Linked DNA regions of Mus musculus: region 2 is linked to region 1. Evidence: chromatin contacts called from public HiChIP or PLAC-seq data. All regions are on one chromosome and are shown on one strand. The core of a region is the stretch at or near the end of the contact, and the rest is flanking DNA. Distances in the headings are between cores, read along the strand shown. Region 1 overlaps Ppp2r5c (protein phosphatase 2, regulatory subunit B', gamma). Region 2 holds the start of Cinp (cyclin-dependent kinase 2 interacting protein).

Region 1 (7,667 bases), core at 1,869-4,368:
TTCTTTGTTTAGCTCCTATCAGCTTATCTGTGTAGTTTGGGGACAGCTATGCTGGTTGCCAGCTTTCTGAGTCTGCTTCCTTATAGGGTGTCTCTTTCCCTCCCATTGGCAGGGAGCAGTTGTGGCTGAAGGCCTTTGTGGGCTACAATGGGAACTGGCAGGCCAACGTGGTCTGGAGGCCCGACACAGGTAGGCTCCTATCCTGTAACTCCAGTTTTAGGAGATCTGATGCCTTTTTCTGACCTCCACAGCCACCAGACACAGACATGGCACACGTGTATATATTCAGACAAATCATCCATGCACATAAAATGAATAACAACACTAAGCTAAAAAAAATTTTTTTAAAGGCATGGGTAGGGTTGAAATCCTGCATTTTAACATTAGAAAGAAAGATGAAATCAACGATAATAAAATAGTCACGCATAAAAGGTTCAGAGGAAACTGGTAATCCAAAGTCAGAATAATGCCTAGCCTAGTTTTCATATATCTAGTTGGTAAGAAAATAATGTCTGTTAGCCCACTCCACTCCTGACTCTGAAGGGATTAGCGAGGCCACGAAGCATTCCTGTATGGCTGACTGATGTGGGATTCATGGTCAGGACAACAGAGTGGACCTCACAAGCTATTCCTGCGCTTTCTGCATTGCATAGGGGGGATGTGACTGCGTGACAGAGAGCAGTCGGCCAGCACCATCACTTCTGCTAGGCCAACACAGATGATGTTGCTTCCACAGTGAAGAAAAATGTCATCGCCTGAGTCACACAGCCTCACCTTTGATGTACTCCAGCCAAGACAGCCTCCACTTAGAGCACCTACAAGGGGGAGTGGGGCGCTGAGTAGCAGCTGGCTCGGCAGACTATTTATTAGTCAAGTGTCACGGCTTAAGGAATTCCCAAACTGCAAGTATTTGGCAAAAGGATTCTGGCCCAAGAAAAACAAACAAAGCCTGCTGGAGGACTTTCATTCTAAGGCCTCGATTTGTTAAAAATATTTGAGGATGGTGATTAGCACATCATAAAAATAAAGAGGCGCGCAGAAAGAAGACATTATGAGCTTGATGTCACAACTGCTGGTGTTAGTTTTTCTGACAGAGGCTGGAAAACACCGGTGTTTGCTCTATTTAAAGAAAAGAGTTTGACAGTACATGCAAGAGGATAGCAGAATATTTTCAAGTGGTAAGACATTTCTTTTGGATGTGGGTATTAGAGGTGTAAGTAAGCACACGTGTGTGTGTATGTGTGTGTGTCTGTGCAATACATGTATGTACACACATCCATACAAGTATGTGTGCACAGGGTATGGATGTATGTACATGTATACCCAGTATGTGTATGTACACATGTGTTGTAAGCATGTGTGCATGTATGCATGTGTATACATGTATGTGTATATGTGTACACATATGTGGGGTGTGTGTGTGTGTGTGTGTGTGTGTGCATATGCACACGTGTGCTTGTGTGTACCTGTACCAAGGCCAGCTGAGATGTCAGGTGTACTCCTATATTGTTCTCTGCTTTATTCCTTCAGCACAGAGTCTCTCTTTGAACCTAGACCTTGCTGGTTTTCATCTAGGTAGACAGCCAGATGCCCAGAGATTCTGTCACATCACTAGCCACTCCCAACTCTGACCCTAGAGGCTGGTCTTACAGGCAGGTACAGCCACACCCAGAATTTTACATGGATGTTGGAGGCCTGAACTTGGGTCCCCAAACTTGTGTTTCCTGCACTACAACCTACCAAGCTATCTCCCAAGCCCACAAGGAAAATTAAAAAAAAAAATTAACTACAACATCCAGAAATGAAAAAGACAACCATGTGAAATTAAAAGGTAAACAGATGGGCTGCGGAGGAGACACACCAGGAGAGTCTCAGTGAGACAACAGGGAACAGGTATTCAAAAAACCAGGGTGATTCTGTGCCTGCTACTGAGAATTAGGGGTACATGAGATGGGTTTCTCTGTATAGCCCTGGCTGTCCTAGAACTCACTTTGTAAACCAGGCTGGCCTTGAACTCAGAAATCCGCCTGCCTCCCAAGTGCTGGGATTACAGGCATGCGCTACCACAGCCCGGCCTTGTATTTAGTTTTTATAATACTGATGAGTGAATTGTATGATAAAATAAGAGGACTCACATCCAAACACACAAAAGAAACTATATTTCAATAAGAAAGTCAAGTTAAAGACATCTAGAGCTGCTGGGCGTGGATGGGCACGGGCATGCCCACACCTTTGATCCCAGCACTTGGGAGGCAGAGGCAGACAGCTAGCTCTCTCAAAATTTGAGGTCAGCCTGGTATACATTAGCAATACACCTGGTACATTTAGATACATGCAGGTAAACACTCATACACACAAAATAAAAATAAATACATCTTAAAAAATGAAAATGAGCCGGGCGTGGTGGCGCACGCCTTTAACCCCAGCACTTGGGAGGCAGAGGCAGGTGGATTTCTGAGTTCAAGGCCAGCCTGGTCTACAGAGTGAGTTCCAGGACAGCCAGAGCTATACAGAGAAACCCTGTCTCGAAAACCCAAAAAAAAAGAAAAAAAGAAAGAAAGAAAACGGAGGAAGCAAGAGACTGGGCTCAGATGTTAAGATCTCTGGCTTCTCTTCCAGAGGTCCTGAGTTCAGTTCCCAGCAACCACATGGTGGCTCACAACCATCTGTAATGCAATCTGATGGCATTCAGGTGTCCATGCAGACAGCTTTCATATAAATGAATGAATCAAGAAAGAAAGAGACAAACAAACAGAGAAAGAGGACAAAATCTATGAGTCATAACAGAGAGGCAAGAATGATTTGACACGTGTAACCAATAAACTTATCACATTAACAGAATGATAGACAGAAAGGCTGTATGACCATCGTGACATCAGACACAGGAAGAACCCATGGTACTCTGTGATGGTGCATGTCTGTAATGCCAGCCCTCAGGAGGCAGAGGCAGGTAGGGCTCTGTGAGTCTGAGGCCAGCCTGGTCAACATACTTTTAATTTCTACTTTAGTGGGTTCTGAGAAGGCCAGGCTGATTCTTTGATAGGCTTCACATTGGGAGTTAAGGAGACTAGGCCCAAATCTCTGTTTCTGAGAACCGGGCAAGTCCAGGCAAGTCCCCAGAAGCTGCCCCGCCCATCATCTGGCCTGAGGCAAGGACAATGGGTCAGCAGCAGCTTCCAGACCTTCCACAGCAGGTTCCCAGCCCTTACACCCAGGTAAAGGAATCTGCATAGAGATGGACCCAACAGATTAACACAGAGGTCACCTACCCAGAAATTCCCTAACGTGCTTTAAATCAGGCCTGTGAGCTCACCTGTGTGTCTCTCTATTCGGGTAATGGGAGACCCCAGCATGCTGGACTTGTGCAGAATAAAACACTCGTTGTGTTTACATAGTTTGAGTCCAGGGTATCATTCTTCAGAGAATGATAGACCCTTACAGGTTCCAGTACAAAAAAAAAAAAAAAAAGGAAGGGAAAACAGAGAGACAGAGGGAAGAAAGGACAGGCACAGAGGGACACATTTCACAACAAAGGCTGTGTGTACTGAGTGGGAAGAGCTGAAAGCATTCCTTGAGGTCAGGAGCAACAGGAGGACGCCATCCTCACACTCTTACTCAAAGCATGCTATAGTCCTAGACAGAACGATCCAACACGAGAGGGAAATCAAGGGCAACCAAACTGAAGCTATGGCAGATAGCATGGCCTTACCATATAGAGGGCTTTTATGTTTGCTTTGTTGTTTTCGAGACAGGGTTTCTCTGTGTAGCCCTGGCTGTCATAGAGCTCATTCTGTAGACCAGACTGGTCTTGAACTCACAGAGATCCACCTTCCTGATTCCCTGAGTGCTGGATCTTAAGGTATGTGTCACCACCCTCAGCTGATAGCCTTAACTTTAAAACAAGGTCATTTCTATTTTTATGTGTATGGCTATTTGGTCTGTTTGTACATCGGTGCACCAGATGTGGGCCTGGCTCCTGGAGAAGCCAGAATTATGGGACTGGATCACGTTGTGGTTTGAATGAAAATGCCCCCCACACCCACCCCACCCCCACCTCACCCCTGTAGGCTCATAGGGAGTGGTGGTATTTGAAAGGATTAGCAGGGGTGGCCTTGTCGGTGGAAGTGTGTCACTGGGGGTGGGCTCCTGGGTTTCATTTCTCTCTTCCTGCCTGTGGATCTGGATGTAGAACCTTGACTCCGTCTCCAGCGCTGTGTCTGCTTATGTGTAGCCATGTTCTCTGCCCAGTGATAATGCACTAAGACTCTGAAACTATAAAGCAGCCCTAACTAAACGTTTTCCTTTCTAAGAGTGTCTATGGTGTCTCTTCATAGCAATAGATCAATGACTAAGGCCGGTCCCCTGCAACCAGGGTGAGCTGCCACGTGAGGGCTGGGGCTTGAATCTGGGTCCTCTGGAAGAGCAGCCAGTGCTCTTAATCACTGAGCCATCTCTCCAGTCCCTATATAAGAAAGTTTAAGGGTTTCGTTAATAAATAAATACCTACCAAAACTGATAAAAGAAAAAAATGATGTAAGAATTTTGTAATGCTGCCAAGAACAAAAATCAACATTAAAAAAAAAAAATGAGTGTAAGTTAGACCTAGCACTGCAAACCACAATCCCAGGTTTAGGAGGCTAAGGTAGGATGCTAACAAATTCAGAGCCTGTTTGGACTAGAGGGTAAGTTTAAGAATAGTCTGGCCAAATTAGTGAGTTTATGTTGCAAAATAATAAAGTCAAAAGAAGGCTGGTGGTATAGCTCAGTGGTTGAGCACTTTCCTAGGGCGAATAAGGTCCTCGGGTCAATCAGTGGTACAGTAAGAAGAAAAAGGACAGCCAGGGTAAGCTGGGCACCATGGTGTGCGCCTGCAGACCCGGCTAGGCTGGGCACCGTGGTGACCCAGCTACTTGCAGGCATCACTTGGGCTCACAAGTTCAAACCTGGAGAACATACCAAGATTATTTCAAAAGACAAAAGCAAACTCAAAGAAAAATTCTAGGATCATTAGTATGTATAGACAACAAATTTGCAGAAAAATAAAGGACACATTCCCACCCATAATGAACATAAACAATAACGGGCTCAGGAATACACTTAAGGAGGAGAGTGATGCGTCTCTGGAAAGGGAATTACAAAGCACTGACGGGACAGATGGAAGGGGACACACCAAGATGGAAGAATATGACCCCATGTCCATGGGTTGACTGAAGGAACATTATATAAACGCCTATACTACCTAAGGTAACCTGACCAATTCAATATAACTTCTATCAAAATACTAAATGCCATTCTTCACAAAACTAGAAATAAAAACAAGCACCAGGGTCTGTGTGGTCCCCAGACTAACCTTGTGGTGCCGGGAATCGATGGCGGGCCTTCTGGATTCTGGACGAAACCTGCTCTCAGACCCACCCCAGCAACTGTGAGCAAAAGGAACAAAAAACTCGAAGAATCAAAGAACTCGACCTCAAATATAGTCTACAAAGCTGTGGCACCGGCGTAAAACTGATACAGACTAATGAAACTGAATTGAAAACCAATAAATCAATCCACGGACAGTCACCTGAAATATATGCCACGGAGAAGAGCAGTCTGCTAAATGGTGCCAGCAAAACTGGACAGCCACATGTAGAAGTGTGACACCAGACTTCTGTTCTCCTCAACATATAAAGATTAACTTGAAATGGATCAAATATTTAAATCTAGGTTGTGAAACCAGGAAACTAGTAGAAGAAAATGCAGGGTAGACATGATTCTCTCTAATGACTCCCTAGGAGCAGAACTAATCAAAGAAGAAACACACAAATGGAGTCACAGTGGCTTAGTTAAGGTTTTACTGCTATGAACTGACACCATGACCAAAGCAACTCTTATAAGGACAACTTTTTTTTTCTTGGTTTTCCAAGACAGGGTTTCTCTGTGTAGCTCTGGCTGTCCTGGAACTCACTCTGTAGACCAGGTTGGCCTTGAACTCAAGAGATCCGCCTGCCTCTGCCTCCCAAGTGCTGGGATTAAAGACTTGCACCACCACTGCCAGGCTAAGGACAGCATTTAATTGGGGCCGGCTTACAGGTCCAGAGGATCAGTCCATCATCATCAAGGCAGGAGCATGGCAGCATCCAGGCAGGCATGGTGCAGGAGGAGCTGAGAGTTCTACGTCTCCATCTGAAGGATGCTAGCAGAATACTCACTTCCAAGCAGCTGGGATGAGGGTCTTAAAGCCCACACCCACAGTGATACACCTACTCCATCAGGGCCACGCCATCTAATAGTGCCACTCCTTGGGCCGAGCACATACAAACCGTCACACATAGCAAAGTAAGAAGTACACAGACAACATGGTAGCTAGAACACTGCAAAAGCAAGTGCTCCGATGGGACAGAGTCCAGACACAGGTGCAACTCAGCCCCGAACATCGTGAGGGACCTGACCTTCAGACAAGTAAATGACCCAAATCTAGGGGATATGAGTCAAACCACAGGGAGGTGCCATTCTTCCATGACCTGCGGTTCAAGGACAAACCCCAGCAAATTTTCACAAGATGTGAAAGATGGTTGGGAATATAAATTAGCACAGTCATTGTGGGGTTCCTTCAGCAAACTGGGACAGAACCACCATCTGACCCAGCAAGGTCCACTCTGTGATGTACCCACAGGAGCTATGCACATGCCTGTGTTTACTGCAACACTGTTTCAACAGGCAAGGCAGGATATCAACTGTGGTATCCACTGAAAAAAGAATGGACACAGGCAATGTGGCGCCCAATTACTGGTCTCTGTTAGTGACCCATAAAATGATAAAGTCATTTGTGAAAACACAGGGTAACTGAAGGATGCTATGTTAAGTAAACGGAGCCGAGGATCACAAAGGCTTGCGTGTTCTGAGGCCAACAGCACGGTGCCCAAACAGCTGGCCCTACAGAGCACAGTGGAAAACTAACAGTCAGGAGAGGATGGAGATGGTAAGGAGGAAGCCGGGTTGGAAGGGTGACAGTTGCCAGGCAGTTAGATAAAGAGCTAAGTCCCAAAGTTCTGTAGCCTCAGCATGGTCAGTTCACAATTGTTATAGATTTCAAAATACCTACCAAGACAAAATGATAAATCTTTAGGGGATGGAACACTAATTGCCTTGACTGGGTTGCTACACATTGTATGCATACATCCAACTATCACATTGTACTCAATAGATGCTATAATTATTATGGGTCAATTACAAACAAAACAAAGTAAGCAGACCAACCAAAATACTCTTAATCCTTGAGAGGGGCTAAGGCTTCTTATTGCTTTAGAAACTGCTTTAGCAAATAACAGGATCACTTTAAAAAAATCCACATGGGGGCTGGAGAGACTGCTCAGCGGTTAAGAGCGCTGGCTGTTCTTCCAGAGGACCTGAGTTCAATTCCCAGCACCCACATGGTGGCTCACAACCATCTGTGATGGGATCTGATGCCCTCTTCTGATGTGTCTGAAGACAGCAACAGTGTTTGTATATACATTAAATGAATAAATAAATCTTAAAAAAAAATACAGATGGGGCTGGAGAGATGGCTCAGTGGATAAGAGCACTGACTGCAATTCCAAAGGCCCTGAGTCAGACTCCCTGCTCCCACATAGTAACTCCCAGCCACCTGTAAGTCCAGCTTGTGGGAATCTGATTCCCTCTTT
Region 2 (7,667 bases), core at 2,906-5,405, 420 kb before region 1:
AATGAATGATGAGCAAGGATAACAGCGAAGGAAAGAGTGAGTGACAGGAATGGAGCAATATCAAGGAGCTTTTGCTCGAGGTTGGGAAAACACAGATATGATTATCCAGTTTCCACACATGGTACCAGCCTATCCAGTAGAGGTCCACTGTAGAGAAACATCCTGAAAGGGACTAATAATGGCAATAATGATTGTAACTCTACCCTTGATTGTTAGGGCTCTAACTGGATCATATTCTTTTAACAGAAGCCAAAGCTTGAAAGGTTCAGAAACCTGTCCAAGCCACAGAACTAATACAACAGAAATCTACACTATGAGAGCTGCACTGTCTAAACACTAGCCATCATAAATTTATAGCCTTACAAGGACCACACAGCTTTGACTAGGAGATGTCTGTTCTCAGGATCAGGCAACACTAGCACCCTAGTGCACAAACCCACAGGATCCAATCAAATGCAAACAGCATGGCTGGCAGACAAAGCCAGTTAGCCACTGGCTATTACCTTTCAAAGCAGGTAGAGCACTGTATGAGCACAGGGCTCTGATAATAAGGAGCAGGAGTAATAAGATTGCAGCAGGGTATGACAGCCCAGCCCTTCTGAGGCTCCCCAGTTAGAGGCCAGTGAGGACTACAAAGTGAGCTTCAGACCAGCCTGGGCTACATGGTGGGCACTGGCTCAAAAACACAAACAACAGCAACAACAACGCCAAGAATGCATTATATGGATCACAAAAATTCTCTTTTAATGTTGGTTTTACCATTATAAACAGCATAGAAATATATCCAAAAATATTCTTGGAAAGCTTTTATTTTTAATATTTTATCATCACCACCACCACCACCACCACCACCACCACCACCACCACCACAGGTATGGGTGTTTTGCCTGCTTATGTGTCTGTGTACAATGTGTATACCTGGTACCTGCAGAGGCCAGAAGAAGGTATTGGATCCCCTGGAACTGAAATAACAGACAGTTATGAGCCACCATCTACTAGGACTCAAACTCAGGTCCTCTGCAAGAGCAACAAGTACTTTTAACTGCTGAGCCATCTCTCCAGCCCCTAGTTTTAATTTTTAATTATATTGCAAGTGCCATTGAAGCTCAGAAGAGGGCATCAGTGCCTCTGGACTCAGAGTTAGAAGTGGCTATGAACCACTTGAGATGGATGCTGGGAACCTAACTCAAGTCTTCTGAAAGAGCAACAAGTGCTCTTAACCACTGAGCTGTTTCTCCAGACCCTTGGAAACATTTAAAAGTAGAAAAAGGCTAGTCCAGTGGAAGTGAATTAGCAATACTAACAAGGGTTTCAAGAAGTGAAAAATTTTAAATGCATTGTCAAACTGTTTTCCATAGCTGTCATAATGACTTTTGCTTTAAACATGTTTTCTTGAAAGACACGGAGAGGTCAGTAAGTCACAGCATTAGGTGCAGTTCTGGGTTACTAAGAACTCAAGTCATGAGGTTTGCAAGGCAAGTGCCCTTACCTGATAAGGCACCATGCTGGTCCCCTAAATGAGCTTGTAACCCTAGGACACGGAAGTAAAGAGAGGATGAACACTATAAACTCAAGGCCAGCTTGGCTTACACTGACAGTTTACACACCAATCAAAGTCTACACAGCAAGATTCTGCCAACCCCCACGTCTAACAGACAAACTACAACAAAGAATAGAAACATCCAATAGGCTACAGTACAATCAACACTCAACACATACTTGTTGGGTTAATCTCTCTCAAACCCCCTGTGCTGAGCCACATATGGTGGTGCACACCTACAATTCAAGCACTCAGGAGGCTGAGGCAGGAGCATCTCTCCAAGCTGTAGACAGTCTGGTCTTTATAGTGAGATCCTGTCCCCCAAAAGAAAACAAACAAAATTCTATGCCACATTGCCCCAAGACCACAGCAAAGATTCACTGGAAATCTCGTGACCAGATCCGAAGGCTACATTCATGGGAAACATACATTCTGAAGCTGCTTCTGTCTCAATAATCCAGAGAAAACACCACCAAACCAGATGGGCTGGCACACGCTTTTAGTTCCAGCCAGAGGCAGGCAGGATCTTTGAATTCAAAGTTGGCCTGAGTTCCAGGACAGCCACACCTATACAGAGAAACCCTGTCTTGGAAAACAACAACAACCCTAAATAAAACAAACCACCACCTAATTTCTTCTTCTGATTCTACCACACTCCCTGTCCCTAACGTCCATTCTTATTAATATAACCATCTCCTAATTTGTTCTTCACCTTTCTAAATTCAAGATCATTGTTGTCGTCTGCTTTCTTCCTCCTCTCCACTAAGTGCCAGCAGCTATTTTGTTTAAATTAGAGGCTACTATGAATGGACTCCGAGCTCTTCAACCCCAAAAGATAACTTCCCTAAGAAAAACTGAAAACCAACCCAATAAGAACCAGTCTTCCATTGAAAAAGACAATGTGGCTACATCAAAACAACTGCTTAGGGCTCTCGGAGAGGTAGCTCAGCCTGTAACACAGGGTATCCCTTCCAGAGGACCAGAGTTCAATTCCCAGCACCCACATGGCAGCTAACTTCCAGGGCATCTGATACCCTCTTCTGACCTCAGTAGGCACTTCACACACGTGGGTACACAAAAACACATGGAGGCAAGACATCCATTCACATAAAACACGATTTTTAAAAGTTACGGGGTGGGGGGGGGGAGTGAACCCCTGAAGGACTTTATTTCATTTTACCCATCCATGATTCCCAAACCAGACGGGATTCTCAGGTTTGAAATCTCAAGAGCTAGACTCCAACCTTCCTGAGGGAGTGACTAGGTGTGAAGTGTAAGCATACACCCCTAGGGCCTGGCCCAGCAACTGGCATGAGGGAAGTCTAGTAAACACTCAATGAATGAACAAACACGGGCTGTAAGTCAGGTTGCAAAAACAAACAAAATGATCACAGGTATATCAGCATTACAGCTGGGTGCGAGTAGGTACAAAAAGTGTAACAGCTTCGAAGACAAGGACTCTCTGGCGATAAGAGACTAGAGCAACTTCATACCTAGGACCTGATTTCCCACAACTCCCTGCTCCAAAAGTTTTCAAAACCTTGGCTGCAAATGATCATTCCAGTCAACGACAAAACGATACACCTCACATGCTGCCAACAAATGGAACAGAAAAATACCTGAATATCGGTGAGAAAGAAAGGAAGCACAAAGGGTAGGAAAGAAAAGTAAAGACGGAGATGGAAAGAAATGGGAAACCAGAGACTTAAGGGACTAGAGGAAAAAGCAGCGAAGCCCACAGAGCCGTGTGGGTGACAGCAGAGACTAACCTTGATCATATTCAGTCAGACCCTGGACGGTCGGCTGTGCATGCATGCACTGACCCATTTAATCCTCCACTATCCCAAGATAAAAACTTATCATTTTACGGATGACGAAACTGAAGCTAGGAAGTTGACACTTGCTCCAGTAAACGGGTAGGAAGGGGAAGCGCAATGACCTGACCCCGAGTCTGACCCAGGGTCACCCCATTCACTGTCCATTCCGCCTCGGGGGCCACACCGGGAGGCATTCGGTATCCATTTAACCAACCCTTACTCAACTCCTACTGGGCGGCCAAGCCAGCGGCAATGTAAGGGATCCAGCTGAGGATCGGGGGGACAGAACAGAACGCAATGTCAATCTCCAGGCTGAGGAGCCTGGAGCCGGCCGCGAGAGGGATGCAGGGTGGGGCAGGAGGGGAGGAGCGAGGGGAGCCGGGACGCCAGGGCGGCCCGGGGCGGTGTGCGAACGCTGCGACGCCCGGTGCTCTGCACAGACTCCGGCTGACAGATGCGCCGCGTGCGGCGGCTGCCAGGGGGACGGCGACGCGGCTGTGGAGACGCTGAGGGGCTGAGACAGGGGAAGGCGGCTCTGCCAGGGGGAGGAAAGGCGAGGGGCGGCGTCGGGGACGTCGGAGGCGTCCGGCACCCGCCCGCGCGCTCCCGAACTCACCTCCCGCGGCAGCCCCTCAGGACACCTCAGCCCCGCCAACCCGGAGGAGGCGGGATGGACTCCGGGCCGCAGGGGCTGCTGGGAGCCTGTTGCCTAGGCAACGGGTTAGGCCTCAGAGAGTAGCAGTGACTCCGCGGAGGGCTAGAGCGGCAGAGCCACAAGTGTGGGCGGGCCCAAGGACGGAAGTGACGTCACTTCCTCAGTTCGCAGGCGGGTTTTTGGGTCTTCTCAGGAATCTACCTGTGGGCCGCCGCATGGAAGGTGCGTGACAGTGCTGTGTTTCCCTAGTTGTGGGGGCTGCAGGTCGTGGACGTGGTCATGAGGGGTGGGAGGGTGGGTGGGGGAGGTCATGAGTCCGCGCGCGACGTGACATGCAGGGCGCGCCTGGACCTCGTGGGCTGCCGGGAGCCTTGTTCATTACGGTGTGAGTGTCGTCTGAGTGCGGTGATGTGCGTGAAGTGTCAGTGGTGTGACGCTCAGAGCATCCCTGAGCACATTGGAGCCAAGCCTGACGTGCCAGCCCCTCGGAGAACCCTTCCCTAAACTCCGGCATTCAGTAAGACGGGCCGTGGAGCTTGCAGTGTGTAATAAAGGCTGTCTCTGTCGGTTCGTGTCGCATGGGTCAGTGCGTTAGCGTATGGCTTGCTGAGTCCCGTTTTGCTTTGGTAGCTTACAAGAGGTAAGCAGCTAAACTGCTGTGCCTCTCTCTCTACCAGCTGCCCTGCGACTCACATTACTGACATCTCCCCATTTGTCTCTGAGTGTCTAGAAGTCAGAGCTGTGCTTTTGGTTCCTAAGTGGGTCCGGCAAACTTAGTCAGCCGTGATCCTCACCCTTAGGGACCCCTACCGAAGAAGGACGAATGTAATGCAGGAGGTGAGAGCAGTTCCTCCATGGAGCCCGTTTGATTCTCAATCAGCTGTGTGTGCAAGTTATGGGAGGGAACAAGACATAACTCCTACTGTGGTTGAACTCAGTCCTGCGGAGAAAATAGAATTAAGAAATAGAAGAAATTGACTCACTAGGGGATGTGATGACAGCCAACGAATAGGAGATAATATGTCTACTGCAGTGACTCGTAATGCAACCAGGGGTGGAAGTGGGGGCGGCGGCGGCGGGGGTTGGGGGGGGAGAGTCCAGGAAGACTTCTTGATGGAAATAACTGTTCAACTTGCTTCCTGTTGCCATGGTAAAATACCGTCACCAAAAAGCATCTTGGGAAGGAAAGGGTTTATTTGTCTTACCCTTCCAGGTCCCAATCCATCTATGAAGGAACTCGGTAGGAACCCAAGCAGAACCAGAGGCAGGAGCCATGAAGAATAGCTGCTTACTGGCTTGCTTTTTCCTAGGATTTTCTTCTCCGTGTATAATACCTACATTTATGTAAACGTACCATGTGTCAGCTGTATCCACAGGGGCCAGAAGAGGACATGGTATCTTCTGGAATAGGAATCTCAGCTGATTGTAAGCCTCTTTTGGGTGCTAGGTCCGCAGAGCCATCTCCAGCCCCTCAGATCGTTTCTTACACAGCCCAGGACCAATTGCCCAAGGGCTGCGGCACCACAGAGAGTTAGGCCCTTGTACATCATTCACCATGCAGACATCCTCACGAACAGTTGTTACACTGTGGTTCTCTCTTCCCAGGTTGACCAAGTTAACCACAAAAGTAACCAGGACAATGACTTCCCTTTTTGCATTTAACTATTGCAAATATATTTATTGCAACTTACAGATAAGTTAGCAATTATATACAAGTAGAATTTTAGCTATAAATTCTGGTTGCGTTTAAATTTGGAAGTCAGAAGAAGAGAGTCTCAAAATAGTATAGTCTCCTAAAGAAGGTTTTGTTAAATTACAGAAAAATAAAACTGGAAGCTGAAGATTTTTTGGCTCGGTTCTAGAGCATTGGAATTTAGATCTCCACATGACACTGGGCAGCTCTCAAACACCTGTAACTCCAGCTCCAGGCCACCAGTCACCCTTCTGGCCTCAGCAGCCACTCCCACACATTCACACACATAAAAACAGATCTTTAAAAATGAAATCTGCCCCGGAAGCTCTTAGGGAGTAGCACTAATGGGTGTGAGTTTGTTGGAGGACATGTCACAGTGGGTGGGCTTTAAGGTTTCAGATAGTCAAGCCAGACCCAATGTCTCTTTCTGCTGCCTGCTGAACTAATTGTAGAACTCTCAGCTAACTTCTCCAGCACCAGGTCTGCCTGCCATGCTTCCCACCATTAGGATAATCGATTATACCTGTGAACTGTAAGCCAGCCCCAATTAAATGTTGTCCTTTATAAGGGTTGCTATGGTCCTTGGCATCTCTTTACAGCAATAAAACCCTAACAACAAAAAAAATAGGGGGGCAGAGGCAGGTGGATTTCTGAGTTCGAGGCCAGCCTGGTCTACAGAGTGAGTTCCAGAACAGCCAGGGCTACATAGAGAAACCCTATTTCGAAGAACTAACTAACTAAATAAATAATCTGATCATTTAGATGTGAAGATACAATTAAAAGTTATATTTCATGTCTTAAAGGTGGACATTGTACCTGTGTGTGCAAGCCTTTCATGTGTTGCTGCGTTGACACTTTTACCATATGGAATTTAACATATGGAATCCTCCACTAAAAACCCAAAGAATTTTCTTTCCTTAAAGGCTGGCTGCCTGGCTTTCTTTCTTTCAAGTGAGGGGATGTTTAACAATTAAGATTGAAATGAAAAGTGAAAAGAATTCTGTTATTATCCTCTAGTGTCCAATGTCCTCATCACTGCCTCCTCCTTCCTATAGGAGGGTAGAACATATTTACATCATGTATTTATTTTAATTAGCTTACAAAGTAGGTTTCTTTATGGCGTTTTGCTCGGGGCCCTCTTCTGACCCCACCCCCCTTCTCTGTGCCATCTGCACTCAGACGCTCTCATCCCCAGGGACCCCTTCCACTCTCTATCACAGGTGACCAAGTGTTTACCCATTTGGTAGTGAGGGTGGACCATGAGACGAGACCCCGAGCTGCTCCAGGTCACTGCCTGCTCTTTGCTGTGCTTGAAGTGGCCTGTGTGGCCTATGGCTCTAGCCATGTGAGCCCTGGTTTGCTGTGTCTCTGAGCCTCTTCATGCTGGGTTTGTCCTGTTTCTTGTAGTCACCAAGTTCATGGTCACTCACATAAGACCCATGCTGACCCTCTTTCCCTGGCTTATTTATACCTCAGCTCAGAGGTTCATGCTGACACAAAACCCCATTTTGTTTTTTATTTATGTTAATCCTACTACGGAGCCCACATTAGCCTCTTTTTTTTTTTTTTAAAGGCAGTTCTAACTGAAACCCAGAACTCAGTGGTTGGCTGACCTAGAGCAATCTTCTTGCCTTAGTCTGGGATTAAAGCCTTTGCCAAGACTCCTGGCTTTCTGTTCCCTTTTTTACATAGTACTATGGTCTGGACTGGTTAAGACAATTTACTTGTATATTATTTGACTCTTTTGGAGTAAGTGCCGTGGGAAAAGGTCCTGGCTCTCATTCATTCACTTCCTCCCCCATGCCTGACCTGTTGAAAGTAGCCAACCAGGATTTGTTAGTTGTTTGAATAAAGAATGAATGAAGGGCTGGTGAGATGGCTCAGTGGGTAAGAGCACCCGACTGCTCTTCCGAAGGTCCGAAGTTCAAATCCCAGCAACCACATGGTGGCTCACAACCATCT

Evidence for each region. HiChIP or PLAC-seq counts read pairs in DNA pulled down with a chosen protein or histone mark.
Region 2: a contact with region 1 is called in an H3K27ac HiChIP or PLAC-seq map of trophoblast stem cells, with 13 read pairs. The contact joins the promoter of Cinp here to the enhancer-like site in region 1. A contact is called at or near these places in 1 of 39 promoter capture datasets (cranial neural crest), 12 of 115 datasets of contacts at active chromatin or transcription factors (astrocytes, bone marrow-derived macrophages, double positive thymocytes and 8 more) and 4 of 9 other capture datasets (adipose tissue, embryonic stem cells, liver and 1 more).

Annotation. Positions count from the first base shown.
Region 1 is chr12:110,467,907-110,475,573 of GRCm38.p6, reverse strand. The region is part of intron 3 of Ppp2r5c (protein phosphatase 2, regulatory subunit B', gamma); the gene reads right to left. Gm19605 (predicted gene, 19605) reads left to right here. Exons shown (of 6, transcript NR_168658.1): 4 at 113-189; 5 at 654-1,178. Among named protein-coding and RNA genes, the nearest start is that of Gm19605, 14 kb to the left of the region's middle. Within about 2 kb of position 3,118, at least 36 of the 459 cell types and tissues checked have an H3K27ac peak or open chromatin away from gene starts, as enhancers often do. A contact at or near this core is called in bone marrow-derived macrophages, embryonic stem cells, epiblast stem cells and 2 more, where this site is marked.
Region 2 is chr12:110,885,633-110,893,299 of GRCm38.p6, reverse strand. Cinp (cyclin-dependent kinase 2 interacting protein) reads left to right here and starts at 4,155. Exons shown (of 5, transcript NM_026048.4): 1 at 4,155-4,234. The coding sequence starts at 4,228. It overlaps Tecpr2 (tectonin beta-propeller repeat containing 2), which reads right to left and starts at 4,036. Exons shown (of 20, transcript NM_001289510.1): 1 at 3,974-4,036.